Regions from separate parts of the Sus scrofa genome. Here all the other regions are linked to region 4. A link is a contact called in public Hi-C and HiChIP or PLAC-seq data. All regions are on one chromosome and are shown on one strand. Each heading gives the region's core, a stretch centred on a gene start, on an enhancer-like site or on the middle of the called end of the contact. The rest is flanking DNA. Distances are from core to core; before and after follow the strand shown. Region 1 has its middle 25 kb from the start of GORAB. Region 2 overlaps PRRX1 (paired mesoderm homeobox protein 1). Region 3 overlaps PRRX1 (paired mesoderm homeobox protein 1). Region 4 overlaps KIFAP3 (kinesin-associated protein 3).

What was found. A called contact is a pair of places that touch in the nucleus more often than the background predicts. HiChIP or PLAC-seq counts read pairs in DNA pulled down with a chosen protein or histone mark.
Region 1: an H3K27ac HiChIP or PLAC-seq map of skeletal muscle shows a contact between it and region 4, with 6 times the contacts expected there. The contact joins two enhancer-like sites. A contact is called at or near these places in 1 of 47 Hi-C or Micro-C datasets (epiblast stem cells) and 1 of 2 datasets of contacts at active chromatin or transcription factors (skeletal muscle).
Region 2: an H3K27ac HiChIP or PLAC-seq map of skeletal muscle shows a contact between it and region 4, with 12 times the contacts expected there. The contact joins two enhancer-like sites. A contact is called at or near these places in 3 of 47 Hi-C or Micro-C datasets (embryonic fibroblasts and skeletal muscle) and 1 of 2 datasets of contacts at active chromatin or transcription factors (skeletal muscle).
Region 3: a Hi-C map of psoas muscle shows a contact between it and region 4, with 3 times the contacts expected there. The contact joins two enhancer-like sites. A contact is called at or near these places in 2 of 47 Hi-C or Micro-C datasets (heart right ventricle and psoas muscle) and 1 of 2 datasets of contacts at active chromatin or transcription factors (skeletal muscle).

The regions. Positions count from the first base shown.
Region 1 is chr4:80,564,232-80,567,302 of Sscrofa11.1, forward strand. No RefSeq gene overlaps it. Among named protein-coding and RNA genes, the nearest start is that of GORAB, 25 kb to the right of the region's middle. Within about 2 kb of position 1,395, at least 4 of the 83 cell types and tissues checked have an H3K27ac peak or open chromatin away from gene starts, as enhancers often do. A contact at or near this core is called in skeletal muscle, where this site is marked.
Region 2 is chr4:80,436,512-80,439,265 of Sscrofa11.1, forward strand. The region is part of intron 3 of PRRX1 (paired mesoderm homeobox protein 1); the gene reads right to left. The region is part of intron 2 of LOC106510093 (a long non-coding RNA gene); the gene reads left to right. Among named protein-coding and RNA genes, the nearest start is that of PRRX1, 65 kb to the right of the region's middle. Within about 2 kb of position 1,265, at least 8 of the 83 cell types and tissues checked have an H3K27ac peak or open chromatin away from gene starts, as enhancers often do. A contact at or near this core is called in skeletal muscle, where this site is marked.
Region 3 is chr4:80,467,423-80,470,412 of Sscrofa11.1, forward strand. The region is part of intron 1 of PRRX1 (paired mesoderm homeobox protein 1); the gene reads right to left. Among named protein-coding and RNA genes, the nearest start is that of PRRX1, 34 kb to the right of the region's middle. Within about 2 kb of position 1,614, at least 4 of the 83 cell types and tissues checked have an H3K27ac peak or open chromatin away from gene starts, as enhancers often do. A contact at or near this core is called in skeletal muscle, where this site is marked.
Region 4 is chr4:81,093,147-81,096,238 of Sscrofa11.1, forward strand. All of the region lies in intron 19 of KIFAP3 (kinesin-associated protein 3), which reads left to right. Among named protein-coding and RNA genes, the nearest start is that of SCYL3, 39 kb to the right of the region's middle. Within about 2 kb of position 1,840, at least 1 of the 83 cell types and tissues checked has an H3K27ac peak or open chromatin away from gene starts, as enhancers often do. A contact at or near this core is called in skeletal muscle, where this site is marked.

The sequences.
Region 1 (3,071 bases), core at 145-2,644, 530 kb before region 4:
AAAAGGCTTCAGGAACTTATTTCTCAGGTTGTGCAATAGAGCATGATGTCAGGTCCTCTTCATGCAGCAGCACCAGTCTCCCAATTCTCACACCTGCTCTCTGATGCTTGAAATTCCTTTAGCTGGGGGTTAAGATTTCCACTGCACTAATTAAAATACAAATTACTTTAAAATATTCCATTACATTAAAATGCAGACATCCTTGACAAAAATAACCTATTGACTTAAAGTTTCCCCAGAATGTAGGTAATTACTGTCTTGGTCTGTTTGAACTGCTGTAACAGAATATTTCAGGACATTCGGTCCTATCTAAAATGCCCATAAGGGTTTTTGCCCATGCCAAAAGGTCTTTGATACTTGGTCCTACGCAAAACCAATTGGCATAGACCATATGTGCTCATAGAAGTTTTGGACAGGACCAAATGTCTGCTAATGTAACAGAATAGTGTAGACTGGGTGATTTAGAAATAGCAAATTTATTTCTCAAATTCTGGAGGCTGGGAAGTCCAAGATTAAGGTGTTGGCTGAGTCAGGGTCTGGCAAAGATGACTAGATATCTTCTGTGTCCCCACATGGTGGAAGGGGTGAGGGAGTTTTCTGGGGTCTCTTATAAGGGCACAAATACTGTCATGAGGGCTCTAACTTCATGGCCTAACCATCTCCCAAAGGCTCCATCTCCCAATAAACCATCACATTGGGGGGTTAGGTTTTGACATGAACTTGGGAGGGACACAAGCATTCAGTATACAGCAACTGTCTTCAGATTTCTCAGGAACAGATTTTGAGAGAGCACTGCTCACAGAAATGGGACCTAGGCTGTACAAGATAAATGATTGTTTGCCCAGAATTTTGTCTAGGGTACAGCCTGGGATAAAATACACTGGTAAAATTAAGGTCCACAAAATAATCTTGTCCTTTGACTTTGTTTCAAAAGATTTTTAGCTATCTTCTGTGGTGATAAAGAATCATAGAAACATGGAGAGACATCTCGCAGTAAGGTATCTACCTATATGATACTTGGGCCATGGCTATTAGTAGTTTCTGAGGGAAATGCACTTGGGATAAATGAGCCAAGATACTAAATTATCTGTTATAATTCCAGCAGATAGTAGTTCCATATAGATGGCTATGGACTTTCAAGTCTGTTTGTGTCTTAACTGCTTGGTTTTTGCTTGGCTAAGAAAATGAGAAATGGACAATCCTGTAGGACATTAAAATGAGTGAAGGCTCTGGTATAAATACAGAGCTGGGTACAACTAACAGCCAGATGTACTGTACAAACGACAGTATTACCCAGCAACTGAAATAATAGCTCATGGAATGACCCTTCTAACTCCCATTATTCATTTCCTTCTCTTTCTCCTTCTCCCTCTAAGTGTGTGATACTATACACTGCAAGGTTCTTATTTCACTCCTCATATGAACCTTTGGCCTAGTGACTTCTCCCTTGAGAGATGCTATAATCACTGAGAAATGTGCTCCCTGTCACGTCTTATTGCTTAATTATGGCTCTATTTTAGGTGCTTAGAATCAATTTGGCTTGAAAAGACCTCTTACATATGCTCCTTGAACAGGCATCCATGTTATCTTTGAATTCATACCAGTCGGTTCCATTTCCATCTTGTTCTGGCTTGGGCAGTAATTATTGCCCATTGGTTCAGCAACGCCTTGAATTACTGTAATGAGCCATTATATTTATGTTCTTCTCCATGTAAGATACCATCAACCCTTTGTCAGAAAGACGTGAGTTTAAAGTTCATTTTTCCAATACTTAATTTTTTCTCTCACTGATAGATCCCAGTGGGCCCCCTATTTTAAATTACGACATGCAAAGACCTCCCCCTTTCCAATTCACTGTTCTGGTGACTACGCTTTTTTAACTCAAAATCCAAACATGTTGTTTTTTGTTTTTTTAGTTGTGTATGTGTTGCTCCTCAGAGCTAAAAGCAAACTGAGAAATGGTACATCCTAAATACATTCAGAGATTGCAGAACGCCTGGATAGAATATTTAAAATTAGGAATGGTCTAAAAATTTGAGATTTCTAGAGGATGCCTCCCTGATCATTTATTTTGCTTCCCATTAACAAGATATTATGTTCTGTTATCAGTGCTTGTTTTATGAATGGAATTTTCTCTCTCTTTTTTTTTTTTTTTTGCTTTTTTAGGGCCACACCCACGGCATATGGAGATACCCAGGCTAGGGGTCCAATCGGAGCTGCCAGTCTACACCACAGCCACAGCAACGCAGGATCAGAGCCTCGTCTGTAATCTATATCACAAGTCACAGCAACGCCAGATCCTTAACCCACTGAACGAAGCCAGGGATCAAACCCACAACCTCATGGTTCCTAGTTGGATTTGTTTCCGCTGCGCCATGACGGGAACTCCTGAATGGAAATCTTAAACCTTCAAGTACACTAAGTTTCTGAAGGACAAATGGCCCAGGTTGTATCCACTTATATAGCTCTGCATTTATGTAGTTACATATAGCTGTTTGATCAACTGCATGAGGAGACAATGTATTTTCGACAGTTGTTTGAGATTAGGAGCAGGCAAAAGTGGCCTGATATTAAGGTACAGGAGAACAGTATCCTGCTTCATCCTCTAGAGAGTAGTACAGGTCAGACCTGGGTAGATCTGTGTTGAGAAGGGATATGATTACCTTGGTCCAGGGTGGCCCCAGGTCTTGCCTTGCACACTGAGTTATATCTATCAGGGCCTTTTAAAATGCTGACTTAGCTCCTTAGAAATACAAAACCCCAAACATCATTTATAAAGGTCACTGGGAATGGCCTGGGTCAGAATAACTTGAGTTTGTTTTGTGCCAGTGCCCTGGAAAAGGAAGTTGCTGAATACTTTGATAAAGCTCCTTGAGAGTACTACGTTGCTAAAACCAAACAAAGAATGAGAGAAGTTTATGGATGAATTTTTACTCTATAATTCAAATGTCAATCCAGCAATGAAATATGTTCTATAGGAATTCCAATCAGAGATTTTTATCATCTAACTTAGAAACCAGCTGTGCTCTCTGTGAGCACAAAGATTTACCACCCGCAATTGCTATAATCCA
Region 2 (2,754 bases), core at 15-2,514, 660 kb before region 4:
TTTTTACTTCCACCATTTTAAAGTTTTTCTTTCTAGAAATATTTTATATTTGAAGGCTTGCCTATTTTCTATCATCTCATGATTTTTGTATTTCTTTTTTGAAATGCACGTTGCTTAAACATAGGTTCCAAATTACCTCGTGAGACATATAATAGGGAAACTATCACTAGCTTGATTTTAGATACAAGGCTACATAAAAGAGTGATGACCCAACTGGCCTGAGTTGCAGCAGCCAGGACAAGAACACAGTTCTTCTGACCTCTGTCCCACATCCTACAGTCATCTAAAACCACACTCTTCAAAGTATGGACCAAGTGTCAACAGCATGGCCCTCACATGGCAGCACGTTAGAGGCACAAATCCCAGGTCCTGCCACAGACTCACTGAATCTGAGTCTGCACCGTAACACGATTCCAGATGATTCACTTGCCCAGTAATCTGTGACGAGCCCTGCTCTAGGCCATCAGACTACTTTAACTCTAAGGACATATTTTCTTACAGCTCTGGTTTCCAATAGGATTCCCCACTTGAGGACCTCACTGCTTTCATTCCTAGGACTGTAAAACCCCACTTTCTTCAACAGAGTTAATTCCCACTTAAACCCTGCCCCCAGCAGCCACCCTCTTTCCCCTCTGACAAGTTACCTTTTCAGTGTCTTCCGTTAGAATCCGTTATGAAGCCCCTCGTGTAAACAACATCTTGGGAGGGACGAGGATCTATTTTTGAAAGTGTGAAAGGGAGAAATGAGCCAAATGCGTTCAGCAGATGTCAGGCAGCACTGTGACCACGATCAAATGAGGGGAGGTGGAGAAGGAGAAGGTTGGGGGGAGGAAAATTGTGGATAAGGATGGCTGGCCTCTCTTTCACTTGTCATTAGTTGTCTTTGAAGCCCAGCCCTCCCTCTGGAAAGGGCACTCCAGACCAATACTGCAGAGCCAGGCCATTCTCTACCTTTCACAGGAAAGGATGTTTCTGCAGAAAAGATTCTTGACTACTTCATCTAAAACAGCAGTCAAAAGTCTAGGACTTGGTTAATCCCTGCTACCCAAGAGGCAAAGCACTACAAGATAATGAGTCTTAATAACTTTGGTGCTTCTGTGTGCTTTCATTTGCTTAAGGAAACAGTTCTAAGCTAAGCAGTGAGCATATGGGCCAAAGACAAGCTTTTTTCAACTGGCTACGGGTAGATAAAGAAGACACCTGCCAGGACAGTAGTGGCCTGTTAGAGAATACTTTGCTCCTCCCAGTGACTCAGTTGCCTGCCTGACATCATCACCTCTAACATGCTCAAGGGAATGAAAGAGGTCAGGACGTGCTATAAATAGAGTGACCCATACATCTCTGTTTGCCAGGGACAATCCCAGTTTATGCCTGTTGTCCTAGTGTCATTATTAATAGTACTCCCCTTTCACTCTCAAAAGTGTCCCAGTTTGAATGATAAATTATACAGCCTCCACTCTGGATATAAAAGACACCCAGAAAAAAAAAAATGTTTTGGCTGTTTCCCATCCCATAATTCTGACCATATGCACGCTATTGCTTTGAGTCTTGGTTTCCTCCTCTCTTCTTCCAGGGGAGAGCTGTGGAAGTCAGCAAACTGACCCTCTGGCAAAACTGTCTGCTCACTGTCCCCGAGTTGCATGACCAAGGCACATCATTTATTCCAGGGGGTGCCTGCACACCCCACAACGTGGACCTCAGCTGCAGGCAGGCCTCACAGATCTGAGACAAAGCCCTGAATCAAACAGGCATGTTTATGTAGTTCTCCAATCTTATACTTTTTACTATTTTTGATATCATATAAGGTTTAATTTGAATGAAAATATGGTTATGTGGCAAATATGTTGGACAGAAAGAGGAATCATGAGCACTGGCTCTAATTCTGCTTGCTGAAGGCTTAAACTTGGGCAAGTGTTCAGTCTCTTCTTTGGAACCAGATCAAGGACAGAGCTGCCACACGGGAGCATCCAAGGATTAACCAAGAGAAATGCCTTTTAATGAACGTCACATGTGAGATAACTACTTTGACATAAGAGTATCAACAGAAATAGCAAGTTCATGTTCCATAACACAAAAAGTGTATCGTTTCTTTTGCTTTTCATCACTTGTTTTTCTTTTATATTTTCTTAACAAGACTTATATTTCCTACCAAGCTTCAAAATGTGAAATCATAATGTATTTTGGTTCTAAACATAGCAGAAAAATCTCCAAGTAACAAAATAGCTTTTGCCACTTTCAGAAATTGATCAAAATATAAACACTTCAGTCAACATTGGGTCAAAAAAAAAACCATTATTATTGATTAAATTACTGCTTAAACCATCATTTTTTCTACTTAAATCTGGAGATTAATTTATTCTTCATACAGAACATGAACAATCAGATTCTATGAAATGTTGAATTATTTTTTACAAACTCTGCCTAAGAGAGAAATGATATAAAAGTATACCATGAACTGAGTAAGAAGTACTAGGTTATATGATTTTAAGTGAAAGGAGCAGAATAAAAAATAGTATTTACACTAAATCTATACTATATAAAATACTGAATTCTAATTGTAAAAATAAACGAACTATCTCAAGGTGGCGCAATTATGAGTGTTTTTAAAAAGTGTATCTAGTTTTTCTACATAATCTTCCAAATTAAAATAGAACACTCCCCCCCCAAAGCACACATAAATTCCATGTTAATAATTTCAGTTAGATTCCCATGTACAAAGTATATATTGAGGCAGGCACTGGGATTTGAATTTCC
Region 3 (2,990 bases), core at 364-2,863, 630 kb before region 4:
GGCTGCTCCCGCGGCATATGGAGGTTCCCAGGCTAGGGGTCTAATAGGAGCTGTAGCCGCTGGCCTAGGTCAGAGCCACAGCAACATGGGATCCGAGCTGCGTCTGCAACCTACACCACAGCTCACGGCAACGCCGGATCATTAACCCACTGAGCAAGGGCAGGGATTGAACCCTCAACCTCATGGTTCCTAGTCGGATTCGTTAACCACTGCGCCACGACGGGAACTCCTGATATATTCTTAACTGTATAAAACCATTCAGCAAAAAAAGACTAGAAAGAAATAAAATGTTAAGAGTGTTCACCTCTGAGTGACGCCAATAATAGATATTTTTCTCTTATTGCCTTCTCACACTCTTCTCTATTTTCTATGACGGGCTTATCTTACATTGACTATGAGAAAAAAGCAGATAGGATATAGGCAAGGAAAAAAATCAAAACTAAATTCCTCTTATACTTGTAAGGTGATTGTGAATATATACACTTTTCATATCTGATATGATAACCCTTTAAGAAAGACAATTGTTCCCATTTTCACAATAAAGTAACTGAGATTCAAAAAGTTGAAGTGATTTGCCCAGTGGAAACCAGTTAGGTGCCACAGCCAAAAATGGGACACAGCTTATTTTACGTCAGTTCTCTCTGATTTCCCTTTCTCCTTGCTCCCTCCTGGACCAATGGGAGTGTTTGTGTGTGCACGTGCGTGTGTGCACACTCAGGCCTACTTGCATGTTCACATTCCACATCTCTTCCAAGTCATACGTGTTTCAGAAGTGGGTCTGTTCATATATGTGGCTCCTAACCTCACCAGACTAGAGCATGCTCCTTGGCATTTGGTTTGCTGTGTTCCAAAGATCTATCACAGGGCCGTCACTTGTGGGTGACCTCCTCCAAAAATCACAGGAGTTTGGATGGTTTTATTTAGCTCTATTAGATTCAGAGAATGTGCCAGGCAGATTCTCAATCCAAAAATAATCTCCTTTTATTGGTGCTCTAAATTAACTCATGGAGGAGTGAGTCGAGCTAAATTACAGCTTTCATACAGTGAGGCCCCAGGATTTTTACTGAGTGGCAAACGGTTTTCTCTCTGTGAGAACTTTACTATTTCCTTCCTCTAAGAGAGGCTATGTTTAGATGCAAAGAAAGTGGCTGAAAGCAGATCTTGGAGAACTCATTTTATTTGACAAAGATTCTTAGTTTGAGTCCCCCGTGTGGAATATTTAAGATTTTATAGGTTTTGCCTGGCTTTTAAAGTAATTTTCATGTAAATAAAGAGATACTGATCTCTAGCACAAATGGCAAAATGTGTTCTTTGCCCGTTTTTAACTGGAAAAGTGGATCATAAGAGTTATTCGGTGAGATCTTTTTACTTAAAAAGAACATCGGACAGCTTGGCAAATCTTAACCACATCCCTGCTGGACTGCCAGCTATACTGTATGTTATCTTTTCATAACTATTGGAACTCTGTGGCACATTCTTCTCTGAGAACTGTACATTAGGGAATAGGCAATTGAAGATAAATATAAGATATTGAGATTCAAGGTGGCCTCTTCTCCTCTAATACAGACATGCCACGGCTGGTTGTGACTAAGGATGCATTTGCTAGCCTTCCCACAGTGTGGGAGTAACACCCACTGAGTTTCCAAGTAGCAGGCCAGGCCCATCTTACTGTTGTGCGGCCCTGGCACTTTCACATGTCACTGTCTCCCTTGCTTCTGCCTCTCCACCACCTTGCATGAGTGACCAGTGCAGCTGTAAGGTGTGGATCCTTTCTGTCCCTCTGTGTGCTGGCTTTAGGACACACACCACCACAGGGAGAGGAAACTAAAGGCCCAAGCCTCTTAGATTGAAACATGGAGGAAAACATGTCTATATTTTATTTTTCCACATGAACACCTAGAAGGTCCAAGAAAAAATCATCCTAAATTGCTCTAAGCCTCTGCTACACTGTGGCAACTGAGGTTCCAGCAAAGGTCCCAAAGAATAGACCAAAAAGAGTACAACCAGGCAGTGAAGTGAAAGGAGAAGATGCAATCAGGACAGTTGTGGGGAAAGATGTGAGTTCATACCTCTTACGGATTTCTTGTTGACTAGAGACATTAGTTTCTAGTAGGAGCTAATAGGAAGTGATTTTTTTAACTTAAATACATATAAACTTTTTAAAAAATAAAAATCAAGTAAACAAATAAAGTAAATTGTTCCAAGACCTCAAATACATCTAGTTTCATATTTTCTTTTTATTATTTATAAGTAACTTAATTTTATAACAATTAATACCAATATGGGGCTATAAGCTCATAAAATAAAAACTTGAAAAATGATTCCTCATTGAAATGAGCAAAAAAACACATCCACAATTATTAGTCAATATGAATTATTAACCAGATTATTGATTATGTGTTGCGGATTTAATATTTTAAAATCACGAACACTGCTTCAGTTGCTCTCTTATTTTAGCACAGTTCAATGTCCACTGAATCTAAGAGTTTTGCAGTCATATTTCTTTGATGTTTGACTCTCTTGCCAGCATACAAATCTAAAAATGGCAGCGATAGTCTCTACTTTCCTTTTTGAGTTTTTTGTTTTTATTTTTAATTTTTTATTGAAGTAGAGTTTATTTACACTATTGTCATTATTACACTGGGAAGCGATTTGAACTAATAAGAAGTACAATTGACTGGAAGTTGACATGTCCAAGTGAAAAGAACTCAAGCACAGCTGGCGGTATAGAGGCTTTTAGTCCTGACTTTGAAGAAGAATACGTTCGCCTCAACAAATTGCGTCTGAGAATCTCATGCCTGTACAAACGCCCAGTGCGAAAGAATGACTTTTCCACCCCAGAACGCATCCTCCTTCACCAAGCATATGTGAACAGACAGATAATGATAGCATCCTAAATATATCCTAGACAGATTTTTCTAAAAGAGGGGGAGGGACAATTGTTGAATGTTTAGATATGTAGTATTTATCTAGCATCATATTTTGACTGG
Region 4 (3,092 bases), core at 590-3,089:
TGTCACAGGTGCAGCCCTAAAAAGACAAAAAATTTAAAAAATATAATTAGGCTAGACCTAAGTAGCAAGTGAATTTACCTCTTTTTTTAATACAGACATATAACAAAGGTATTTTCAAGGACCAGAAGAGTTTATGAAATTTAAAAGTAGAGATTTACTTTAGTACCTCATCTTCTAGTGCTAAATACAATATTAGTGTATTATATAGTATACTGAGATCCTAAATGCTTTAGGAGACACTAAATAACTATGAAATATATATATATGATTTGTATTGATTACATATTAGTGACTGAAAGTATTTATATAACACTGCCCAACATAGATGTTTATATTATGCTAAGTAAGTAAGTCAGACAAAGACAAGTACTATATGATATCACGTATATGGGGCTTCTAGTGAATAAAACAAAAAGCAGACTTGCAGATATAGAGAACAAAGTAGTGGTTACCAATGGGAGAGGGAAAGGAGGGAGAGGCAAGATAGGGATGAAGGAGAAAAGTGTTATGGGATTATATGAAATCATATGTGTGAAACTTTTGAAAATTGTAAAGCACTGTCCAATTTAAAGAGTCTTGAGAGTTCCCTGGTTGTGTAGTGGTTAGGACTTAGCACTTTCACCACTGCAGCCCAGGTTTAATACTTGGTCTGGGAACTGAGATTCCCACATCAGGCTGTTACACAGTGTGGCCAAAAAAAGTTACTGTTGTTATTATTATTTAAAAAATCATTCATTAAAAATTTTTAATTAAAAAAATGAAATATAATGCAAGGATATGCCTTTTGTTGTATATTTTGTATTATAAATTTATTTAGAGTCAAATTTTCAAATGTTTTATGCTTAGCTATTTAAGAACACGCACTTTTAATTTATTTAAATATAGTTTCTATTACCCATACTTGTGCCCTCAATTTTAGAAAAATATTACTTAGTTTGTTTTAGCTACAAAAAAGTCTTTATAACTACTTGATTTTTATCAGCCAAAGTAATTTTCAGACTATTTGGCCTAAAAATTATTGAGACAGATAAATGAATTAGTAGACCAGGGCGTAAATTAGAAACTTCGTATTAAGCTTATGGTTGATAAGATTTTTTAGATTTTTTTTTATAACTAACATTTATCCACTTCTTATGTAAGGTAGTAAAAGAAAGTTAAAAGTTTCTTTATATGGATAAAAATATCCTCAAACTGTATTATTTATTTAAGGACTTTGGAGACGTTTTAATAGAAGCTTAACATTAATTTTTAATTCACAAGAAAACAACATGTCAGTGGGGGTAGCGTGCATATTAGATAGCAATATTACCTCTTTGATCATATCCGTATGTCAGATTTCTGCTTTATAAAGAAAGATGGGAAGCTGATATAGCCCATTTTGTATAGTACTTGCGATAATTTTATATTCTATCTCTTGAACTCATTCATTTTGATAGTACATTATCATTTTTAGATTCTGGTTGGTGTTTAAATTTCAGTAACTGAAGGTCATTATTCATATTGCAACTGGACTAAAAAGTTTTTAATACTAGCATTAACTTTTGAATTATGTTCTAGCTCTTAGATTTTGCAGCATGTTTAGTTTCTTTTCATTTCTTATTAGTATTTTTCAGTACTTAATAGTCTCCTGCTCCCACCTCCAACAAGAACTCTCCTCTCTGTTCAACATCAGAAACATTTTCCTCTTTGGCATGTGCTTTTAGTTCCCCAAGCAGTATAAGCAAATTGGAAAGTTCAGCTGTCATTCTTGGAAGGTCATAGATCACACTAGCAGCCTGGGTAATCCAAGAGGTTTTAAGTATCATAGCATTTAGTTTAAAGTGAAATTTGCTCTGACAGAGCTGGCAGACCAATAGGAAAAAGAAATATTTGTGCTTGGAGAAGTGCATATGTAGAGACCAAGAGTCTAACTGATGGCTGGAAGTGATTTCAGTCTAAAAAAACAAATCATTAAGAGAGTGCATAGGGGTAAAATACACAGTTCATATTTTAAAGAGTCTCAAAATGAACCAGCAACTAAGGTTAGCATTACATAGTAATTAGCTGTGGTGTTCAGGCTTTAACTCACTCAGTACCAGACAGTATAGTTAAACTATCACTGTGAAAACATCGCTACTTAAATTCTCTACTTTAAGCCTACAGCAGTAATTTTTGTACCTTAAAAAAAATCAAAGTATTATGACAGATTATATAAATGCTGAACCAGTAACAGACAAACAATTATTTAAAGGAGGTGCTAATGACTCAGTTTATTGACCTAGGGGTTACTTAAGTAGTTCAGCAAGTTCCCTTAACATTTGGTGGTGTGAAATGAGGCATTGCTAGATATTATAGAACTGCTAATTTCAAGAAGTCCTTGTATTTAATTGAAGAAGTGGAAGTTAAAGATGACTAGATTGTATAATTTCATTGAATGATTGATGTAAAAAATTTGAGACCATTACAGGTTTCAATAAGTATTCCCTTCAGCTTCATAATCACATCTGACGGCCTCTATTAAGCACCTATTAGAGTGTTTTTTCAGTTAATTGCTACAAATAAGGAGAAGGAAAACACCTTCTAATGGCTCCAGTTATTTCTCTCAAGTTATTGTTCTTTCAAGAAAGCTAAATTTGAGCTACAGGAATACAAGGTTTATAAATTCTTTCCTTAGATGTGCAAAGAGATGAGAGTAAAATGGAAGGGACTTCTAGCAAGATGGACTGGAGGTCCATCCTCGAGCTGACTTGGAAGACCCATGTCCTATATAGATATAGAAAAGGTGGACAAAATATAACAAAAAGTTATAATTCATGACCAAATTCACACACAGACACACACAGACACACACACACACACAGACACACACACACACACACAAGAGCCACCACAAGAATACTGAACTAGGTACAGGTTACATAATACAGGAAGATGGAACTGATGCCCTATATAAAGCCTAGAACTTCAAAGAGCTGCCTTTTTCTCATCAGTTGAAAAGAGGATTAGATTTTGATTCACTAGCCCTTTTAATTCACAAAACCAAAACTTGTCTTCTGCCCTACAGCCCTAGATGGGGAGGATAGTCAGTCATTCATGAGGAAGAGGAATCATAC